Regions from separate parts of the Oryctolagus cuniculus genome. Here region 1 is linked to region 2. The links are chromatin contacts, called in public Micro-C maps. All regions are on one chromosome and are shown on one strand. Each heading gives the region's core, a stretch centred on a gene start, on an enhancer-like site or on the middle of the called end of the contact. The rest is flanking DNA. Distances are from core to core; before and after follow the strand shown. Region 1 holds the start of LIMA1 (LIM domain and actin binding 1). Region 2 overlaps LIMA1 (LIM domain and actin binding 1).

Region 1 (3,525 bases), core at 735-3,234, 57 kb before region 2:
TTGGCTTCTTACAAGAGTTACTTAGGATACTCTCACACTATGCTGGCCTGATTCCACACCCCTCCATTCAGAATTCCCTCACCAGCATTTCTGCACACCAGCTACCTCCTTCGTGATCCATAAAATTTTTTCCAGACCCCCCATATGAAGAAACACATTTGAATAATATCCTCCTGTCTCATCACTGGCCCTTAATAAAGGCTTTCCCCTCATGTGTCACAGATGTGGTGCCTCAGGCAGCAGACCTACCTGGTTCAGTGACACAACGTACTGGATGAATCACATAATTTTCCAAAACTGCCTCAATTTCTTGTGCTATTCACAATGTAAAAGGCAAAGTTGTCTCACACCATTCAGTTTATTTCTGCATGATCCATATCAAGAAACAAGCCTGATGCTTGTTTCTGTAAATTAAGCTTTTTTAAAAAACAAATTCTTTAGGTATTGCCTATGGATACTTTTGCACTATAATGAAAGAGTAGAGTATTAGTGACAGAGACCATATGTTCCACAAACCCTAAAATAATATTTACGCATTTACAAAAACATTTGCTGCAACCTGGTCTAGAAAAAAATTTTAAAAAAACTACCAACTCTGATATATGGCATTTGCTAATTTCCATGGTGTGCATACTCCCATTAAACCATAGATGTATACATTACACAGTATCTCTGTCATAGAGATATTATGGACAAACAACTTCAAGAGTAAAATTATTGATGAAATGAAGTTAGGAATAAAACCTATGAAGTAATGACTTCGGAGTATTTACTCTCTTAGAGATATTATGGTATGTTAAACTATAAATGTTTAGATGGACGATCTTTCTGTCTCTCCCTCTCTGTAGCTCTGATTTTTAAATATATAAATCTTGGGGCCAGTACTGTGGCATAGCAGGTAAAGCCACTGCCTGCAGTGCTGGCATCCCATATGGGTGCTGGTTCAAGTCTCGGCTGCTCCACTTCTGATCCAGCTCTCTGCTATGGCCTGGGAAAGCAGCAGAAGGTGGCCCAAGTCCTTGGGCCCCTGCACCCGCATGGGAGACCTGGAAGAAGCTCTGGGCTCCTGACTTTGGATAGACGCAACTCCGGCCGTTGTGGCCAACTGGAGAGTGAACCAGTGGATTAAAGACCTCTCTCTCTCTCTCTCTCTCTCTCTCTCTCTCTCTGCCTCTCCTCTGTGTGTAATTCTGACTTTCAAATAAATAAATCTTTAAATACATATCTTTTTCAAAAACTTTTTAAACTGTTAATGCCACTCTCCACAAACTTTTTGAAGTACCCATATACCTTTTCAGTAATCAGCCCAGGCTGCTTATCTGAAGAGAGGAGAACAAATGGCTGACCTAGTCACCGCTGGCAAAACTGTCACTAACTGCTTCAGCATTTATCGCCACTGGCTCCTTCTAAAGACTTATCACGCCGCATGAATTCCCAACAGCTTTAGAAACCTTGTGAGCAGAAACTCTACTAAACCTGGGGGACAGGAAAGGGCTCTATCAAGGAACTGGGGTGAGAATTTGGCGGGAGAACGTCCACGCGGTGGAACCTCTTGACGTTTGCTAAACCATTCGCCAGGCTGGGAGAGCGCGTGGAGATCGTTTGCCCTCATCCATCCCCTTCATTCATGAGGAAACTCAGATCCAGCGAGCGGGAGCGACTTAGGAAAGCCAAAGAGCCGGAGTCCCCATTGAGGGGCAGCTCCATCCACTGCACCAGCCGGCCACCTGCAAAACACCTTTCCTCGCACAGGCCTTACCCCGGAAGCCATCAGGTGAACTGACGCGAAACCTCGGGGTGACTCCTAAGTCAAACTGAGGTGACCTGCACTCAGAGGCCTCAAGGCCAAAGTACAGAAGCGCAGGAACCAAAGTCCTTTAGGGCTCGGATCCTCCAGGAAACCTGAGATAGGAGCCACGCCTCTCGCAACACCAGCGCCCCGCCCCGCGAGGGCGCCGCGCGCACGTAGCCGGCGGCGCGCACGCTCGCCTAAGTCCGCCCGAGACGAGGGCGGCCGTGCGCGCGCCCGCGGGCGATGGGCGGGGTCCGGGGGCGGGGCTCTGAGCGGGACCTGGGCGGAGCCGCCAGAACTTGTAGGTGTAGCAGCTTGGGCGCGACAGGTGCGCGAGGTAGAACGCCCGAGACCCGTGACAGGGCTGGTAACAGCGTCGGGAAAAGACGGCTAGTAGTCAGGTAAGGGCCTTCTGGCTCCACCTTCTCCACCGCCGGAGAGTGAGCCTACACTCGCTGCTTCTCCCGCGACTTGTGCGAGGAGAGGGCGCCAGGCGCGTGAGCCCCTCCCCCTCGAGAGAGCCCCCGGATCCGGCTCCTTCCTCACGTCTGGGGACTGCGCTCGGGGTGGGAGTGACTGAGCTCTTCCAGCCGGAGAGCGGGAGCTGATGGAAACCCCCCCCCCGCCCCCCGCCCCGACTCCTGTGCCGGCGGGAGCGCTGCTTTCTCACTGTGCGCATTTTTGCTGTGTTGGTAAGGGAGCAGTTCTTCAAAACTCGAAATCTGCCCCCCAGGGATATATTCTAAATATTTATCTGCTCCTTTTCCTTCTCCGTCTGCAGCCGTTCCCTCTCCCTTCGGCTTTTCTGCCCTTTTGTTCCTCCAACTGAACTCTTGGAAGACTGTGGAGAACAGAGCAGGGCTTGCAGCTGATGGGTCTCTGTCGAATCGCTATTGTGGGTGTCCTAGCGGCACCTGTCTCCCACATACGTAGGTGCTAATGGGAGGTAAATGGACACCCCTGGCTACACATACCAAAGCTTGAAGTTGTAGGTTCCAGGAGTGAACCAACCGGCGCCCTTCCTCCCCTCCTTATGGGGGTCGCAACAGCCAGATTAGCTTATCCTGGCGAGAGACATTTGAACTATGATTGGTTTGCACCTAATTCCAGCTTTTGGGAATTGACTTGACTTTTCAAATTAGTCAAAGGTACCAGGGGCCTTTTCGGCAGGGGTCTTCTTTTGCATTCTTCAATCTCCTCTTGATTTAAGTGGCTCATTGGAATATTTTTTATCGACATTTTAACAAATACTGTTCGCAAATGACATATTTTAGGAGCTGTAAAGTAACTCTTGCTTCTGATGTAGATACAAGAGGTGACCCTCAATGAACATTTTCTAAGTTCCAGCGCAGTTATAGCCTGGCTGCAGGATAATGCTTTAGATAGATCTGCAAAGAGTACTAAAGTCGACTGCAGATAAAGAAATTAAAAGTTCACATGCATATATATTGTCTGGTTTTACACTAATAAAACAATACGTATTTTGGCACCTGTTAGTTACTTTAGGACCTTATTTTATTCTTTGACAAAACCTTCATTGAGTGCCTCTTGTGTCAGTGCTGCTGTGGATTCGACACTCCCAACATCCCTGCCCAGAACAGCTTGAAATCAAGTGGGTTGGCAGTCATCTATACAGCTGATAGTTGAGTGAGGTCAGCCCAGGGTGCTTTTGGAGCTCAGAGAACATAGGTTTTCTGTTTTAGTCCCCTTTTTGCCTTTCCTTTAAAAATAGA
Region 2 (3,364 bases), core at 313-2,812:
GCCCAAATGCCCACCCTTGAAACTGTCTTTTAATTTTCCATTTTCCAGCATAAACTTTTTCTCCTGCTTCTATCTCTAGTCTATACATGCTTCTCCCAGTGAGTCATCTTGGAAGCTAAGATTTAAACACCAGCATCAAACAGCTGTTTTCTATCACTTTTTCCCCCCAGGCCTTGCTGCCACTTGATGAAGTGGCTCTCAGACTGTATTCAGAAGAGTAATAGGGTGAGAGACTTAATTCCCAATATAGCTGCTAATCCTGTTTAATTCCCCAAGTCTTTCAGTCCTGGGTTGTTTGTCCTTTCTTTCTGAGCTGAAAGCCCGGGGAGTCGAAGCTCTCAGGAATGGAGAATCGGAAGGTCAGAGTTTGGGCTGGTGGTGCTAGTGCTGTTCACTTTTCTAGGAGTGCTCTCGAAGTACCTGACAGTTACTTCCACGGCAGTGTCAGCGTGGTTCCCAGGTTATTTGCAGTCTGTCTTTACACGGATGTGTTAATTCCATTTCTGACCCAGGTGAAAGTAACCTCTCTAAGAGGTGGAAGTGTGTGTGCTTTGATCATCAGGGTAGGTGATGGCTGTTTTCACAGAAAACCTGGATCTTCTTCAACCAAAGGGTCCGGAAAATAGCGAATTTTCTGTGAGCTGAGAATTTATACATAGATGAAACAGGTAGAGAAAAGCAGGAAAGAAAGGGGATTAGGCTCCTATATAAAAGTAAAATGTATTTATGTGCATGTAAATTAGGTCAAATACAACTTAATATTTAGCAAATACTTGTACAAGGATGGTGACTTCTTTAGGTTATTCCAGAGAGCTTCAATCCTCAATGTTACTGTATAATTATTGGTATTAGTTTCAGCTATCTTGTGTCTTTATCTTGTTTAAAAGAAAAACAAAACAGAATTCACGTCATTTTTTAGTCTAATGAATTTCATTAGTGCATATTTACAGTGTTTAAAATAAGAGGTATCCCCCACCCCACCCCCGTTGATCTTGGAATCAGAATTTCTCGTCTCCGATGTAATAACTATCATCAGAGCTGGGCTCCCCTTTCTTCTCATTTTGCCCTTATAAGGCTATCCTGTTTTATCACTTCCTGCTGCAGCTCCTGACTTTTTCTCTCTTCCCCTCTGCCTCTCCCGGGTGGATGCTTGCTCCATGTGGCAGGGCTGTAACTGCACAGCTGTCTGAAACAGCCGTGGACTCGCTGCAGCTTGCAGTTTGAACTTTCATTTCGCAAAGAGCAACATGTTTGAATGTTTCAGCAGGCAAGTTGTAACTGGCACTTGCTTCTCCTTCTTGTAGAACCCTGAAAGTTTGCCCCCGCACTTTAGACGGGGGACCCTGACTGTGTTAAAGAAGAAGTGGGAGAACCCGGTGCCAGGAGTGGAGCCACACACAGACACCGTGCGAAACAGCAGCGCCGAGACTAGGCACAGAGTCGGCCATCCGCCCACAGAAGTGACCGGCAGCTCTGTTCCTGCCACCCGAGTGGATCCGCAGGTCCACCCCGGACCCGGTTTGGAATCACCTCCTGAAGCCCTCTCTCACCGCATCGAGGAGCGTCAGGATCATAAGGACCACGCAACAGAAAGTAAAAAGATGGAAAACTGTCTGGGAGAATCCAGGCATGAAGTAGAAAAATCCGAAATCGGTGAAAACACAGAAGCTTCAGGCAAAATAGAGAAATACAATGTCCCACTGAACAGGCTTAAGATGATGTTTGAGAAAGGGGAACCAACTCAAACCAAGGTAAGAATGGGCTGGGAGTAAAACTTGAGAAGGGCGAGTCCAGTACTAAACAAAGCTGGTTTTCTCATTTAGACAGTTGGAATAGAGGCCGAGTGTGTCTTTTGATTCAAGTTGGATGAATTCACAGGTGAATTATTTACATAGGTGCTAAGATTCGTGAGTATCTGACCCAATTTCATCTTAATTCAAGCTGAGGCCGAGAGTCCAATTGCTATCTAAAAATGAAGATTGGATTCTGTTTCTGTGTACTTGCCCTTTTAATTGGTCTTCCTGTGCCTTTTGTCATTGTAGCCTTGGGGGGTGAAATGACTGCTGAATCTTGCTCTCTGCTGGACACAGCTGCAGAGTTGAGCATTAAGACTGAGGCTTAGTTGTCTCTTTGCTAGCTGAACCCTTTCTCCGCTTCTCAACTTCCTCATCTGTGCCTTCCAACAAATGTTTTCTATCAGCTAAAACCCTCTCCCAGGAAAAATCAATGAAGATAGCCAGACAAGCTGTAGCTTTAGGAGTTTTGACTTGCAAATGCCCAGGGCTGCATTTTCCTACAACTGCTAATGAAATCTGAGCCTTCGTGTGGATTGTAGACTGAATCCCCAGAGGGCATTACTTAACTAGAAAATGAGTTACATATGCTGGTGACTTACAGCACAATCCCGGGGCCGCAGAGCTGGTAAATTTTTCCAGTTTTCTCAGACTTTCCTACATATCTGGCTTTGTACGCGGGGATGGTTTGTTACAACAGTCATTATAATGAAATAAACAGATCCAACTGGAAGCGAAGCCATCATTTACTACAGATTCCATCTTCACGGGAGAGCTGAGTTTTTTAAAAGCTAAATATTTGGCCCAAGTCCCTCTATTTGTGAAGTAATAGGAGGAAGCATCCTCAGATAAGAAAAGAAAAAAAATAGATAACTCATCCAGAGGTCCTCTGCTGCATTCATTGTGACATTGTTGTCTCGAAGTGCCTGTTGCTTTCCTGCCTAGGAAAGTTCTTGAATGTTTGAGGACCGAGGAAGAATTTGTGAAGGTTCGACAAGCTAGAACCTTTCTCTGTGAGCAAGCTTTAACTACTTTAACATTGAAAGCAGTTGGCAAGAGATACAACCACAAAGCAGTTTTATTACTTTTCTTCAACTCTCTTCCCTCTCAATTTTTAGTCCTCTTTCCCCTTTATGATCTTAATTTAATTTTTTTAAAAGTTTAAATGAGAGGAAGAATTTTAACTGGAAGGAAAATATGTCAGAAATCTGAAACAGAGAGGAAGGGGCTTTGTGGTGACTCAAAGCACCATTGTAAGTCCTCTCCTCTCAGACCCTGCTTAGGGGAAGGATGGCTGATGTCACGCCAGCACACACAATGTGGATTCAGTGCAGAAAGCATGTCGAAACTGGCCTGAGGTAGGAAATGACTAGGACCGCAGCAAACAAAAGTGCTGATTATGCGTAAGGATCTGGCAAGAGGCTTTTTTTTCTCATAAATGTCTAGTGCGAGATGGGTCAGAACAAGCCTATCTCTTTCTGCCTGGTCGGAGTAGGGGTTGTTGAAACACCGTATAGAGACTGATCCTACCAGATCACTGATGGCACTGGACAACCTGACTACAGAAGGAT

The links. A called contact is a pair of places that touch in the nucleus more often than the background predicts.
Region 1: a contact with region 2 is called in a Micro-C map of ear pinna, with 2.4 times the contacts expected there. The contact joins the promoter of LIMA1 here to the enhancer-like site in region 2. A contact is called at or near these places in 3 of 6 Hi-C or Micro-C datasets (ear pinna, skin fibroblasts and an unstated tissue).

The regions. Positions count from the first base shown.
Region 1 is chr11:53,593,669-53,597,193 of mOryCun1.1, reverse strand. LIMA1 (LIM domain and actin binding 1) reads left to right here and starts at 1,984. Exons shown (of 9, transcript XM_051846276.2): 1 at 1,984-2,193.
Region 2 is chr11:53,536,824-53,540,187 of mOryCun1.1, reverse strand. It overlaps LIMA1 (LIM domain and actin binding 1), which reads left to right. Exons shown (of 9, transcript XM_051846276.2): 4 at 1,305-1,751. Among named protein-coding and RNA genes, the nearest start is that of CERS5, 45 kb to the right of the region's middle. Within about 2 kb of position 1,562, at least 5 of the 8 cell types and tissues checked have an H3K27ac peak or open chromatin away from gene starts, as enhancers often do. A contact at or near this core is called in ear pinna, where this site is marked.